Linked DNA regions of Gossypium hirsutum: region 2 is linked to region 1. A link is a contact called in public Hi-C data. All regions are on one chromosome and are shown on one strand. The core of a region is the stretch at or near the end of the contact, and the rest is flanking DNA. Distances in the headings are between cores, read along the strand shown. Region 1 holds the start of LOC107910712. Region 2 holds the start of LOC107910664.

The links. Hi-C and Micro-C count contacts between places; a contact is called where the count stands out from the background.
Region 2: a contact with region 1 is called in a Hi-C map of leaf, with 2.1 times the contacts expected there. The contact joins the promoter of LOC107910664 here to the promoter of LOC107910712 in region 1. A contact is called at or near these places in 2 of 34 Hi-C or Micro-C datasets (both in leaf).

The regions. Positions count from the first base shown.
Region 1 is chrD08:46,980,630-46,983,824 of Gossypium_hirsutum_v2.1, reverse strand. LOC107910712 reads right to left here and starts at 1,882. Exons shown (of 9, transcript XR_005916740.1): 1 at 1,695-1,882; 2 at 496-1,198.
Region 2 is chrD08:47,112,364-47,115,475 of Gossypium_hirsutum_v2.1, reverse strand. It overlaps LOC107910664, which reads left to right and starts at 1,397. Exons shown (of 2, transcript XM_041098221.1): 1 at 1,397-3,112. The coding sequence starts at 1,397. The coding sequence ends at 2,314.

The DNA.
Region 1 (3,195 bases), core at 633-3,132:
TCGATTTTGCTTTCCTTTTCCAAGTGAAGGCTTATTCCAGATAAAAAATAAAATGTAATGTGCTATATTTTACAGATGATTTTACAATACTTTGGGAATATTTTACAATACTTTGGGAATATAGGAAAAATGTTCGATATCAAGGCACAACTATAATTGCAACAACCAAGAATTACAATGTCATTATACTAGACATGGTCGAAACAGAGATAGCTCATCAACGAAGTTAAGCTGCCTAATCTATGTAATAACACAAGCTAACCAAGCTAAATCTTTCTGGTAATCGGAAATGATGACTCTCCAACAAAGTTATTTGTGAAAACCCGGAAATGGTATGTTACTCAAATTTGAAACACAACAAACTGAGGGGATTTTGTTATTCGTAGAATTCATACCGTGCAGTCCATGAAATTTATACTAGTAAAAGATTTTATCTAAGGACGAGAATAATTCTTATTTAGGGTCCTTCCTTGGAACTTTAAAGATGTCAAATACCTTGAAAGAGTAAGACGAAGCAAAAGAGAACCGTGATAACCATAGCATAAAGGCCACTGCTAGATGATGATGCCTTTGCTTCTTTCATCCTCCTCAATGTTTTAATCCGTTTCATCCTCGCACGTTTCCTCATGGCAAGTTCAGCAATCTCCCTCACCAACTTCTGGTCAGCAGCATCCAACAGCGGACCTTTCGGTGGCCGTGGAGGTTTGGGAGGCTTCCTAGTGCTTTTCTTCTTGCACTTCACTTCTGCTAAGTTCTTCTCTGCTACCGCCATGAGTTCATGATTCTCTTCTCCTTCCGAATTCTTGTCTACCAAGCATTCCATATTCTCACCCTCAACTCCGCCACCAAAACTCGAAGAACTACTGCATGAGTTCATGCTGGATTCACCCTTTCCTATCTTATCAAAACTCAAAAGATCACTCCAAACTCCACTGAGAGTTCTCTTTGTTTGTAAATTCGATGGAACACGATCTTTTGTTTTTTCATCCTCACTGGTAATCCCACCACTTTCAAGATCTACTTCAATATCTCTTTCTCTTCTAAACAAGGGATCCATTCAAAAATAAACCCCAAATCCTTGAGATACTTAACCCCACTACTGCCAAGCTAAAATTCAGTCATGGTCTACATGAACTAATCCTTGACTTCAAAGAAATATCAAACAGTTCTAGGTCTCACCAAAAAAAACCAACCAATCCTGCATTTGCCATTGAAATATTTCATATTAGTAGTAGGCAAGTACATGAAAACAATGGTCAATTCAAATGCTAACTCCAAGGACAAAAAGATAGCAAATTTATGAACCATGAATAGCTCAATTTTCATCATCAAAGACCCAAAGGAACAAGCTAAAACATAAAGGAACTCGAAACAAATGATCATCTTTTAACTCCCCCAGAAAAATCAGTAAAGCTTGAAATTTGAAAAAAAAAAAACTACTCCTATTTTTCGACAATCAGATGAGGGATTACAACCAGCTCCCGGTCTCTACGTCTAAATGCAACTATAAAATAAATTAAAAATTGAAACCGGAATAAAACCCAGAATCCCATACCCTTTAAAACAAAAACCCAGAAAACAAGGGGAAAATACGCTGCCGACAAAGGAAAAAAAAAACCCTTCATCTAAAAAAAAAAAAAGAAGCAAAGACACATGAAAATAAGAAAATCAGAAGGGGAAAAAAATGAATGTACCTTAAAAAGAGCTTAATTCGATGTCTGCAAGAACCATAAAACTAATAAAAATCCTTGGTCGATTTCGTCTAAGCTTATCTCTATTTTTTCTTTCGTACGATTGACTAAAAAGAAGAAGGAAAATTAATTTAAAAACCAAAGCTTTCTAAAAATAAATAGTACATACCGCTAAAAAGACAATCAAAAACGAAAAACCAAAGGTAACAGTTGTTGGTTTTGTCTTTTTCGCCGATTAGCGAAGACGGATGAACGTGTCAGCCACTACGGCCTACGGGGTTGGAAACTGGCAGTTGCCGGTTGAATCATTTAGAATTTTTTATGCCTTACTACTAATTTGTTGGAAGAGTACTTACATTGGTACCTTTTTTTTATTCATATAAGCCCTTGCCGTGTTTTTTTTTTTCCATTTATTCATTAAAAAACACTTGCACCATGTTTGTTTGCCATTACACCCCTAATCCGTGGCCCTACTGATTACCTTGTTTGGTTCGTTGTATTGCCCTAATACAGGCCTATTACGCTGCGGACAGATTCCCCATTTTTCCTTATGCAACGCCGATTTGTAATCCCTTCCAAAAGAAAGGATTACCTAATCGGTCTCTCTTTTACCCTCTCAAGCCGTTGCAGCACTCATCACTCAAATCGATCTCCAACCACCCTCTCCCTCCCAACATCGACAGAAGCTGCCAGCAAACCAAACCTCCAGCCGGTCCCGACTTCCATCTTGGCATCTTTCGCCGACTCCACGGTCTTAGATCTCCGGACGCTTTGAAGTGACAAGTGAGTAATCTCCAGCCGGTCCCGACTTCCATCTTGGCATCTTTCCTCTCTTCATGCATTAATGGGTGTTATTGCAATTTTTTTTATAAATACAATTATTTGGTGCGATTGTTTCAGTTCATGGTGTTAGTTTCTTGGTAAATTGACATAGGGTTTCTTGCTGGTTATGATTTTTTTTCATTATTTGTTTGGTTGCATTATTTGCTGGTTATGGTTTCGTTTCAACACTTAATCGATTTCCCTTTTCTCATTATAGGTTCTTTGTTCCAACACTTCTTCATCGCACTCGTCCCCAATTTGCTCATTACAAGTTAGTTTTCCATAGGTATTTATGGTTTTGTTTGTATTGCATGTTCGATTGAAAGGTTAGTTTTCCCTAATTGCATGTTTGTATTGCTGTAGCAGCTTTTGTTGTTTCCTTTATATAAATAAAAAAAAAGCAAAGTTTATCCAAAAAAAATCAAGTTTAGCATATACTGTTACACCATATTTTTCCTTTAATGTGTTTTTCTTTGCTTTATGTCTTGATTATCTGTTTGTGTTCGCAATTTTCATTTTTCTTAAGGTAGCATTGGAATAAATTTTATTATCTATTTTGCTCAGTCTAACAAACTTTGGTTCATACTCAGCTAAATTTTAGAATCAGAGTCTGTATTGATACATTGTGCTAAAATATTCTGTATTGCAAGTCTGTATTGAAAGGTTAGTTTTCCCCGATTGC
Region 2 (3,112 bases), core at 148-2,647, 130 kb before region 1:
TTTTAATAATGGCCTTCGGAATTTGGGTTGTTTTAGGTCTCACTTTACATGGAATACTAGTTTTGATATGTTCACGATTTTACCTGTATAATTGTTTAAATCATCTTCATGATCAAATCTTCATCCGGAGATCTCGAATACGACCCAGAGATCGAAAAATCAGCACGAGCACGACGGAAAGAGACAGAAGCTCTTAAACGTGCAAGTAAAGCAGAAGTTGAGCTAGGAAAAGGGCTCTTAGAAACCGACATTGAAAAATTGAGACAAGCAATTCGTGCAGAGGCAATTCGACGTAGGAAACAAGTCGAAGTAGTTGATCTTGAGACCGAACCACTTTCTGAAACAAAAGAAGTAGAAGACAACCTCGGCGAACCAGAAAGGATGGCGAACCGAACCATTCGTCAACTAGCCGCTGCTCCCAACGAGCAAACACCGTTATGCATAAACTATCCAGTCAGAGAAACCCCGTTCGAGTTGAAGTCAGACCTGATTCACCTTTTGCCCACTTTTCGAGGCTTGAAGAATGAGAATCCACATACCCACTTGAGAGAATTCCACATGGTCTGCTCAAGCATGAAACCACAGGGACTAACCAAAGAAAAAATTAAACTTCGGGCCTTTCCTTTCTCTTTAGTTGATACAGCAAGAGAATGGTTATTTTACTTACCCCTGGTTCTATTACAACGTAGGATGACTTATCTCGTGTTTTTCTTGACAGATTTTTCCCAGCATCGCGAGTAGCTGAACTTAGGAGAGACATAGTGAGAATTCGCCAAATGGAAAGCGAATCGCTCTATGATTATTGAGAGCGGTACAAAAAATTGTGTGCAAGTTGTCCTCAACACGGTTTGACCGAGCAATCACTTCTTCAGTATTTCTACGAGGGTTTGCTCCCTATGGAAATGAAAATGATTGACGCGGCTAGTGGGGGGCGCTTGTCAATATGACTCCTCAAAAGGCAAGAGAATTGATATCCACCATGGCGGCAAATTCTCAACAGTATCGGCCGAATTCAGAACCCACAAGATGGGTTAATGGGGTAAACGTTTCATCCTTAGAAGATAAATTGGATAAGCTCACTAATATTGTTCAATCTATGCTTACAGAAAAGAAGAATCGGACCCAACTATGTGGAGTTTGTACTACATCTGAACATCCGACGGATTTGTGCCCAATCCTTAACGAAAATTCAACGGCACATATCGACGCTGTCGGAGGTTTTCCGGGACCTCCACAAAGACGATATGATCCATTTTCTAACACCTACAATCCCGGGTGGAAGGATCATCCCGATTTGAATTACGGAGCTAATCCTCGATATAATCCATCATACCAATCGAGACCTTTGCAACCACCGTAACTGCCACCCAAGCCGAGCACATCTCTAGAAGCTGTTATGGAAAGACTTGCCGTCGATGTTGCGAAGTACCAACAGAGGACAGAAGCATCAATACAAGAGATAACTAATCAAGTTAGTAAACTCTCGATGGCGGTTAATCGTTTGGAATCTCAAGGTAAATTACCTTCCCAGACAGAGCCGAATCCTCGGCAGAATGCAAGTGCAATAACTTTTCGTAGCGAAAAAGTTCTGGAAACAGTTCCAGACGAAAGTCATTGCAAGACAACGAACGGGAAAAACAGATCTCTGATCCAAAAGCCAGACCGGAATAAAAAATTCAGGAATCAGTTGTGGTGCCACCTCATTTTCCAGGGAGACTCGCGAAGGATAAGAAAGAAAAATGAGGAAAAAGAAATCCTCGAAACGTTCAGGAAAGTGGAGGTGAATATCCCTTTGCTCGACGCTATCAAACAAATCCCTTGTTATGCGAAATTTCTCAAGGAATTGTGCACTAGCAAGAGAAGGTTAATAGGTAACGAAAGAGTAAATGTAGGAGAAAATGTCTCTGCAGTACTGCAAAAGAAAGTTCCGCCCAAATATAAGGACCAAGGTATGTTCGCTATTTCCTGTGAGATAGGTAATGTAGGCATTAAGAAAGCCATGTGTGATTTAGGGGCTTCCATTAATGTTATGCCTTATCCTATATATAAGTTGATTAACGCGGGTCCTTTGAAAAAGACAGGAGTAATAATCCAGTTAGCAGACAGGTCAGTCATCTATCCCGAAGAGTTACTTGAAGACGTCCTTGTTAAAGTTAACGAATTAGTTTTCCCTGCAGATTTCTACATTATTAATATGGAGGACGATAACTCCACTAATTCGTCTGACATTTTGCTTGGAAGACCGTTCCTAAGTACCGCGAGCGCAAAAATTGATGTTCAGAGTGGAACATTGTCAAACATTGTCAAAAATTGATGGCGAAATCGTGAAATTCAATGTCTACGAAGCCATGAGTCATCCTAACTCATTGTCAAATATTTCCAGCATCGATAGTATAGATTGTTTAACTCAAAATTATTCTAAATATCATGACTTTGATGAGTTGGAAACTGTCCTTTACAGAAGCATTGACATGGATGTATTGAGTCGTCTCGAGGAGTTAGCAGTTATAGAAGATCCGTTGCGAGAAATTGTCAAACACTTGGAGACGCAACCATCGTTGACGAATCGAGGTAACCAATTTGAACTATTACCTTCCCAAATTAAAATGTTGCCTTCAATTTTGCAGCCACCAACCTTGGAGCTTAAAGCGTTATCGGACCACCTCAAGTATGTCTTTTTGGGAGAGAAAGACACCTTACAGGTAATAGTGTCAAACAGACTAACCAAAGACGAGGAGGAAAGTCTAGGTCAAGTTCTAAAGGATTATAAGCTATTGGTTGGATAATAGCCGACATAAAAGGGTTAAGTCCATCCACTTGTATGCACAGAATTTCCATCGAAGATAACACGAAACCAAATAGAGATGCTCAGAAGCGCCTTAATCCACCCATGACGGAGGTAGTAAAGAAAGAGATCTAGAAAATGTTGGATGCTGGAATGATATACCTGATCTCTGACAGTGATTGGGTTAGCCCGGTTCATGTCGTGCCCAAGAAAATTGGCGTGACAGTGGTGCAAAATTCATCAGGAGAGCTAGTTCCTACCCGAGTCCAGAATGGATGGAGGGTTTGCATCGATTACAGGAAGTTGAACGCAGCTACTCTGTAATGC